3 separate regions of the Sus scrofa genome follow, and regions 1 and 3 are each linked to region 2. A link is a contact called in public HiChIP or PLAC-seq and promoter capture Hi-C data. All regions are on one chromosome and are shown on one strand. The core of a region is the stretch at or near the end of the contact, and the rest is flanking DNA. Distances in the headings are between cores, read along the strand shown.

Region 1 (2,700 bases), core at 153-2,652, 78 kb after region 2:
AATGAAGTATTTTGTTTTTCTTTATGTATATGTAGCACAGCATCTTTCTTCTTCTTCTTTTTTTTTTTTTTTTTTTTTTGGCAGTGCCCACAGGCATGTAGGAGTTCCTGGGCCAAGGATTAAAACCGTGCCACAGCAGTGACAACACCCGATCCTTAACCCCTAGGCCACCAGGGAACTCCCAAGAGCATCTTTTTTAAACACTGATTTTTCTTTTAAACTTCTGTGCCTGGAAATGTGGTATAAGTCAAATCCCTGAGCAGGTTAAACCTCTGACAAGAGAGGGAAAGCATCCCAGCCAATGGGAAACCCTGCTGGTGATGTACTGCTCTCCAGTTCTGATTCATTGGCCGCCTAGGGTTTGTCATTGTATCCCTGGCGTCTGCAAACGGCGTGGGTCGGGTTGTCTGCAGTCTAGCTAGCTAAACTGGATTCTGGCCACCTGCACGTGCAACTGGGTTTAACAGATCTCTAAATTTTCATAGCAGCAGCTGCCACATTTTTGATAATCCTCCAGATTTTGAAAAATCCTTCGTTCCTTTAACCTCACTGGAGGTGGTTGGATGTCCCCTGTGACAGAATCACGTGACTGTCTAATAAGTGCAAATAAATACAATGTGGAACCCCACGAGCTACAGACGAAAAACCACCAGAAACTCAGAGCATGTGCCTTGTGCGTGTATCAGGGGCACTCGCGTGTGGGTGGGTGGTAGTAGGGTGAGAGTGTTGCTGCCCTTTGGGACCCGAGATGTGTGGCTAGAGCACCTGCGTAGGTCTCCCGAGGTCGCTGGGGCAAGGATGGCTCCGGAAGTGTGGAGGCTTGAGGGAGAGGGATCTGGCGGTGGCCTGACAACAAGCATGCCTTAGAGCCGCAGCAGCTAGGCCGCGATCAGGCCGCAACTGTAAGGGAGAGAAGTCGACAGCACAAGGTCGGTCCTCGGCCTCTGTAGACTGCGTCTTCCCCGGGAATGGGGTATCTATCTGCAGACAGACGGTAGCCCAGCGAAAGGAGGCGCGGACGCCCTAGGGGGGATGCCGAGTCCGGGCTCGGAGAGTATCCCCATTCCTGAGGCTCATACAGTCACACCTCTGTCCAGTCCCCAGGGCCAGGGCAGGAAGCCCCATGTCCCGGTTCCGTTCCGGGATTCGGACGCTCGTTTGTGGCTCTGCCTAGGGGCCGGGCGGCGAGGCCACTGCTACGAGAGAAGCTGGGTAGGGCAGTGACATCACCTGCACCCCTCCCCCGTTAGCCAGCGCGCGCTGCAGTTCCTGCCCAACGACATCCGGGTCTCTCCAGCTGCTCCGCCGCGCCGCAGCTGTAGGGGCCTCTGAGCCCACGGGGCGGAGCGTGGCAGGCGGAGGCGTGGGGGAGGGGTAGTACGGCACCGTCGTGAGCGCGCCTGCGCGGGGACGCGCTGGAGGCGGCGGCGGCGGCGGCGGCGCTAGGGGCGGGAGCGCGCGCGGGAGCGAGGGAGCTGTGGTCTCCGCACTGGCCCGGCCCGCAGCTTCGGGTGCTCCGGCAGCGGCAGCTCGGCAGCCGGTGGTTGGGGAGGGGGGTGGGGGGGCGCTAAGGCAGGTGGGGTGCGTAAGCGATGAATCTTCGGCTCTTCCTCCTCCTCCTCCGGGACCCGCTCTCCGCCTCCCGCTCCAACGCCCGGATGATCTGAGCCGCGAGGGCGCCGAGAGCCGGGGGCCCGGACGCAGCCCGGCTCCTCCCCTCCTCCGCCCCCTCCCCGGCCTGACCTGGCCGGCCGCCGCCGCGGTGACCCCCTTCCCGCCCCCTCCCCGGCCGCCGCAGCCTCGGCCGACCAGGGACCTGCCTGCCCGCGGCTGCTCCGGGTAAGCGCGACGCTGGGGCCGAGGGCGGGCGGGCGGCGCGGGCCTGCGCGGCAGCGGCCAGGCCTAAAGCCTGGGGCCTGTAAACAAGCCGGGCGTCTGCCCGGGCGCTCCCGGGAGGAGACGCGACAACTCCACCCCCTGGCCCGGCCTCCTCCCCCGAGCCGGGCGGCGGACTACGAGGGGTTAACGTTCTGCGAGGGCGGTGGCGGGCAGGCGGGGGCGGGGTGTTTGTGGCGGCTGCGCGGGGAGGGGGCGCGACCCTCCGGGTGCAGATGCCGGGCGGGGTGTTTGCGGCCGCTCGGCCGGGTAGGGCCGTCGGCGGGCCAGGCCTGCCCCGACCGGAGATGAACCCGCGGAACTTTCCCTGAGCGGGGAGGGGGCGTACGGCGCCCCCAACCGCCCGGCCACCCCGGGCTCCAGCCCCTGGAGGGAGGCCGCGAGAAAGAAGAGGAGAAGCTTCCTTTGGACCGGACTTGGCCTTGAAACACCAAATTCTGGAGAGTTTTTGCTTCAGGTTTTATAGAGGGTAGAGCTTAGAGTGAGGCTTTTTTAGAACTCAAGTCAGTGATACCTCCAATTCATTCATTCCTAAAGCATTGAACAAATTCATTGAAGTAAATGGTACTGATTTCTTTTCGTCTTTTAAACCGTGTTAATTGTGTGAGTAAAAGTTCTTGATGCTAGAGTTTGGTCGAGGTATGATACTTTTCTGCTTGTAGATTTTTAATATTTTCTTGAAAGACTGCTGGCTCTGGAGGGCCTCTACCAACAGCGGTTTTAGATATGTTTTGAAAATTTCATCGCTTGAGGTATTTCTTTTTTTTTCCTCAAGCACCGCATGGTACTTAAAAATTTACAAAG
Region 2 (2,700 bases), core at 11-2,510:
AGCAAACCTTCTTTCATACAGAAAACTAGGTCCGGGGAAACCCCACTTCCCTCCAGCCCTTATGAATCCAAAGCCTAGCTCTGGGCAGGTCACTGAACTTCTCCGAACATGTTTCCCTACCTGGCAAATAAGATTAATAATGCCTGCTTTATAAGTGTCATTGTAAATGAACAGTTCTGTGTGAACACTGTTTAGCACATAGAATGCGTTTAGTTAATGACGATCAAATATGAAGCAGGGCACAGATAAAAAATGAGATAGGCAGGACGCCCTTTAGTATGACAGTCTTGCTCCTGGCAAAACACCAATCCAGTTTTTGCTAGTTATACTTTTAACGCAATAAATAGGCAAGTATGTGGGTGACTGTGGAATATCTCAAATTTTATTTCACAACTCTGACTAGCGTAAGAAATGGAAGATGAACAACCTCACGAAGTAGAAAAACTAGTCCTCAAAAGGAGGTTGGTTCCTTTGCAAACGCAGTTTCGCAAAGTATTATCCTCCAACACTTCATCAAAATCCCTCAGGGTTAGGAACTGAGAAAGCTGAGGGTGCGCTGCCAATTCCAGCGCTCTCGCTGCTCTTTAACTCTGGCTACCAGGCAAGTCCACATGGTCCAGGACAGAAGACAAAACGCCTCGGCCCCTTCCTCCCCAAACCGCAGCCCCCGGGAAAGGCGCAACCTCGTCGCCCGGAAGTTCCACGCACCCGGAGGGACGCGGAGAAAGGCGGAGAACCGACCGCACAGAACCCGGCCGTCCACTCCGGAAAGGCGGCTGCGGGTCCTCACCTGGGCGTCGCCCCTGCCACTCGGCCCACAGCAGGGTCAGGTCGCCATCTGCCCGCAGGAAGCGCAGGAGCTGCACCACGAGCGCGAGCAGCACGCATAGTGCCAGCAGCCAGAGAAACAGCTCCCAGCTCATCACCGCCGCGCACGCCCTGCTTTGCGGAGACAGCTAATAGAGATAGCTAGAGCGACCCACGAACCCTCCGGACCTGGTCTGAGCCGCGCAACTGCGCGAGTGCAACGGCGCAGCCGTCGCCCCGCCCACCCCTGGCCAGGGCGGACCGGGAGTGCAGGCTGGAAGCGGAGCCGCCCTGGGCTCAGGGAGTTGGGCGTGGGGGACGCCGACGCTGTCATCGCTCCTTAGGTTTCGCCTGCCAGGGCTCCCAGTAAAGAGTTGCAGTAGAAGCAGACGGCGTGGATGACAGATGCTTGGCGATACTGCATTTGGTACAGTAATCAAGAACGGTTAACAGTTGTTTTGAGGCCAAATAGTTTTCGAAGATCTAGTTGTGTCGAGAGGAAGAGCACAAATATTACAACGAATAAATTTGGCTTCTTCCTCCCCACTTCTTAACTTTCTTTAGATGAGCCCAACAAAGCACCAATTTGTTTTCCATCCCAGCCCACCCCCTCACCGAATTAGCCCAAGGGTTGAGTGGGATTGGCCTAAATTTGAAAGTGACCCTGGCCCCATTGCTGAATAAGAAAGTGCAGCTTGGGCAGCACTTGACCTTGAGCGTAATGCTAGGAGTACCAGTTGGGGATTTGAGCCAACTCAGTTGGAGTCCAGGTAGCTGGGCCCTCAGCAATCCTGAGTAAATTATTTCTGCACCCATAAAGAATATGTAATTTAAATGAGAAAATGCCTGTGAGGGACACAGTGACTCAAACGCAGTAATCCTAGTAATCCTTTCTTTCGTAATTATTATAACTAATTATCATTATTAATTATTCTTCATTATTTCTATTATACTTATCATTTTTTGGACTCCAACCTGAAAAGCAGGGATTTTGTTTATAAACTTCTACATTCTGCAACTCTAGTTCTCCTTATACCTGAAAGCCATAAGAATGTTTGCATTGTATTGAATTAGAAAATTGACAGAACACTGTAAACCAACTATAATAGAAAAAATAAAAATTATTATGAAAAAATTGAGAGTTCCCACTGTGGCACAGTGGAAACAAATCCAACTAGTATCCATGAAGATGCAGATTCAATCCCTGGCCTCACTCACTGGGTCTGCTGCCATCCAATGTTGCCCTGAACTGTGGTGTAGGTCTCAGACTTGGCTCAAATCCAGGGTTGCTGTTGCTGTGTATGTGGTGTAGGCTGCTGGCTGCAGCTCAGATTCAACCCCTATCTGGGAACTTCCATATGCCTTGGGTGTGGCCCTAAAAAAAAAAAAAAAAAAATTCATTGTGGCGTTGTTCTGGGTTCCTGGAGGAAGATGTGCCCTTAGCTAAACCTTGACTCTGACTAATGGTTTATCCTGATCACAACTTGAAATAATATTGCTCAGGAGTGACTCTTATTAGCTTGCTGCCTTTGCAGTATAGGCTTTTATTTTTTTTTTTCCTGAATAGCCATATTCAATTTTATTTTTTTATTAATCTTATTTTTTATTGTAATTGTTTTACATTGTTCTGTCAATTTCTGTCATACATTTATACACACTCTTTTTTTTCTTATAATTGACTTTCCAAATAAGGTACTTAAAAGTAATATTACCAGCTGGAGCTGGAACCAAACTCAAGTTCAGGTGCTCATTGCTAAAAAGTCAGTGTTTCCAGAGACAAGGGTTCATGGAAAAATAAAGATGCTTTACTCAGGAAGCTGGCAACCTGGGAAGATGGCAGACTAATATCCACCAAACCATCTCCCAGTTGTCAGTTAGAGGGGAAAGGTTTTA
Region 3 (2,700 bases), core at 115-2,614, 88 kb before region 2:
AGCACAGTCTTTAAGGCATTAGCCTGCTGTGACCCTCCTTAGCCTGGCAAAGCAATAAAGCTGTTTTTTTCTCCTTTACCCAGAACTCTGTCTCTGTGTTTCAATTCGGCACTGACAGACAGGACCAAATTCTGGCAACAATAGTACTTCCTAAAGGAAGTGCCAAACTATGAGTGCACCTAGCCATTCAAGCTCTAAGAATAAAAGCGTACTATTTTATACTCAAAATTCATTAAATGTGCCTATAGTGATACAATTTTACAAGCGCATTTTAGGCTAAGTAAAACACATGCTCAAACAGAGTGGACACATTTAAAATTTGGACTCAACTGGAGTTCCCGTCGTGGCGCAGTGGTTAACGAATACGACTAAGAACCATGAGGTTGCGGGTTCAGTCCCTGCCCTTGCTCAGTGGGTGCCGTGAGCTGTGGTGTAAGTTGCAGACGTGGCTTGGATCCCGAGTTGCTGTGGCTGTGGCAGAGGCCAGCGGCTACAGCTCCGATTCGACCCCTAGCCTGGGAACCTCCATATGCCGCAGGACCGGCCCAAAGAAATAGCAAAAAGACAAAAATAAAATAAAATAAACTTTGGACTCAACTGAATTTCACTGTAAATAATTTTTCTAAAATACACTGCATAGAAAAAAATCAATCAAACATGGTATTGAATGTATTAAACACAGTTCTTAATGATGAAATTGCCCATCATATTTTCTATCAATGGGCTCCATGATTCATGAAGTATTCTATTTAAATTTTGCAAGTGGTGGTTCAATACTACATGTAATTTTCATATTATTTTATGTGTTCCCTACATGAAAATAAATTATTTTTACTAAAATATTTGTATTTTATAATTTATCTGGAAATGGTCTTAAGGATATTTTGGAAACTAATTCCAATGTGTATGCAACAATTTTGTATCTTTTCTCTTCTTTAGATACTGTATGTTTGTAATTTAATCATGTAATTTTTAAAAATTCAAACCTGGAGTTCCCATTAGGGCTCAGCTGGTTAAGAACTCAGCTGGTATACATGAGGATGCAGGTTCGATCCCTGGCCTCACTCAGGGGGTTAAGGATCCACTGTTGCCATGAGCTGCAGTGTAGGTCGCAGATGTTGCTCGGATCTGACGTTGCTGTGGCTGTGGTGTAGGCTGGCAGCTGAAGCTCCCATCTGACCCAAAGCCCAGGAACTTCCATGTCGCGATAGTGTATCCCTCAAAAATAAAATAAAATTTCAAACCTAATACAGATTGGTTTTACCCTTCTTAACATGTGGTTTTTAAACAACTATTACTCTAAGGTAGAAAAAGAACTTTGTTTATAAAGCAACTATGCAGTTCTTAAGATGTCCAGAAGATGTCTTTGTTGCCCTTTAATTTTGACAGCTGCTTTTAGTACAGTGTTATGATAAGTATCTGCTCTTCACTATCTGTTAGTAACGTGGCATCATCTTGCTTTTTCTTTCTCTTATGATTATGTGTAAATGAAATACTCAATATACACTACTTTTATAATAAAAAGTGTCTTTGTAAATAATAAACTGGATGGGAAAAATAAAGTAACAGTTTTTTACCAGAGAAAAATTTATAAGAGTAGAAAAGTATAAAGCAGTATATTATCCAGTATCTACTTAACATTTGACATTTTTTTAGCCATTTTTCCTATGCATTTGTAATATATTTGAGAGCCATCATTTTATTTTTATGAACATACTGTTAAATTCTGAAATATCATTTTTATTATAATTTCTTTTTGGCTATGCCAGCGGCATGTGAAAGTTCCCCGGCCAGGGATCGAACCAATACCACAGCAGCAAACCAAGCTGCTGCAGTGACAATGCTGGATCCTTAACCCACTGCGTCACAAGAGAACTATAATTTTTTTTAATCTGAATTTCTTCTTGAAAGCAAATTTGTATTACATAATTTAATAGTAACACTAAGAATAATAATAAACATATATTTAGGTATTGCTAGGTGCTGCACAGAAAACAGACACTGACTCAACCTTAAGAACATTTTAATATAAATATACAATAATTCCATATAAAAGCAATGAAGGGGATGATTTCTAAGATAATTTGACCCAGTAGCTCTGAATTTTTTTCTGCCATGAGAGCAGATGATGCTGACATGATGCACAACATACTCCCCTGGGAATGCCTAGGTAGGTAAATGCCTAGGTAGGTTAAGCTATTGGTTACACACATTTCTTAAAGCAGTAGCTATAACTTCATCCCCTTGCTAGTCAACAAAATAAATGAAAATGTAATTGAACGAGAAGTGTTTTTACAGAAATGACTTCAGATCTGCTTTAAATTATTTTTTTTAGTAAACCATTCACCAACTGCAAAATTTTAAATTATTAATAACACACTTCACAACTGATTATCACAAAACCAGAAAAGAACGCTGAATATATATAAACCACTAGTCTATTTTACATGGTTTATCCTACTAACAAACCTATGAAGAAGATTTGACATGTATTGTCTTCATGTGTCTTTTTTATTTTTATTTTTGCTTTTTAGGGCTGCACCCGTAGCATATGGAAGTTCCCAGGCTAGGAGTCAAATCTGAGCTACAGTTGCTGGCCTACACCACAGCCACAGCAACGCAAGATCCAAGCCACATCTTCGATCTACACCACAGCTCACAGCAACACCAGATCCCCAACTCACTGAGCAAGGCCAAGGA

Evidence for each region. Promoter capture Hi-C pulls out the DNA fragments that hold promoters and counts their contacts. HiChIP or PLAC-seq counts read pairs in DNA pulled down with a chosen protein or histone mark.
Region 1: a contact with region 2 is called in an H3K27ac HiChIP or PLAC-seq map of alveolar macrophages. The contact joins the promoter of PPM1A here to the promoter of DHRS7 in region 2. A contact is called at or near these places in 5 of 47 Hi-C or Micro-C datasets (embryonic fibroblasts, heart right ventricle, liver and 1 more) and 2 of 2 datasets of contacts at active chromatin or transcription factors (alveolar macrophages and skeletal muscle).
Region 3: a promoter capture Hi-C map of skeletal muscle shows a contact between it and region 2, with 4 times the contacts expected there. The contact joins the enhancer-like site here to the promoter of DHRS7 in region 2. A contact is called at or near these places in 3 of 5 promoter capture datasets (fetal liver, liver and skeletal muscle), 19 of 47 Hi-C or Micro-C datasets (adipose tissue, alveolar macrophages, blood and 10 more) and 1 of 2 datasets of contacts at active chromatin or transcription factors (alveolar macrophages).

What each region holds. Positions count from the first base shown.
Region 1 is chr1:189,247,572-189,250,271 of Sscrofa11.1, forward strand. PPM1A (protein phosphatase 1A) reads left to right here and starts at 1,403. Exons shown (of 6, transcript XM_021062341.1): 1 at 1,403-1,839. It overlaps LOC110259569 (basic proline-rich protein-like), which reads right to left. Exons shown (of 5, transcript XM_021085056.1): 2 at 1,917-2,333; 3 at 1,231-1,882; 4 at 766-900.
Region 2 is chr1:189,169,485-189,172,184 of Sscrofa11.1, forward strand. It overlaps DHRS7 (dehydrogenase/reductase 7), which reads right to left and starts at 1,261. Exons shown (of 7, transcript NM_001244160.1): 1 at 791-1,261. The coding sequence starts at 923. LOC102157689 (a long non-coding RNA gene) reads left to right here and starts at 1,098. Exons shown (of 5, transcript XR_002335513.1): 1 at 1,098-1,234.
Region 3 is chr1:189,081,652-189,084,351 of Sscrofa11.1, forward strand. It overlaps LOC100622535 (leucine-rich repeat-containing protein 9), which reads left to right. Exons shown (of 29, transcript XM_021062251.1): 29 at 1-78. Among named protein-coding and RNA genes, the nearest start is that of DHRS7, 88 kb to the right of the region's middle. Within about 2 kb of position 1,365, at least 1 of the 83 cell types and tissues checked has an H3K27ac peak or open chromatin away from gene starts, as enhancers often do.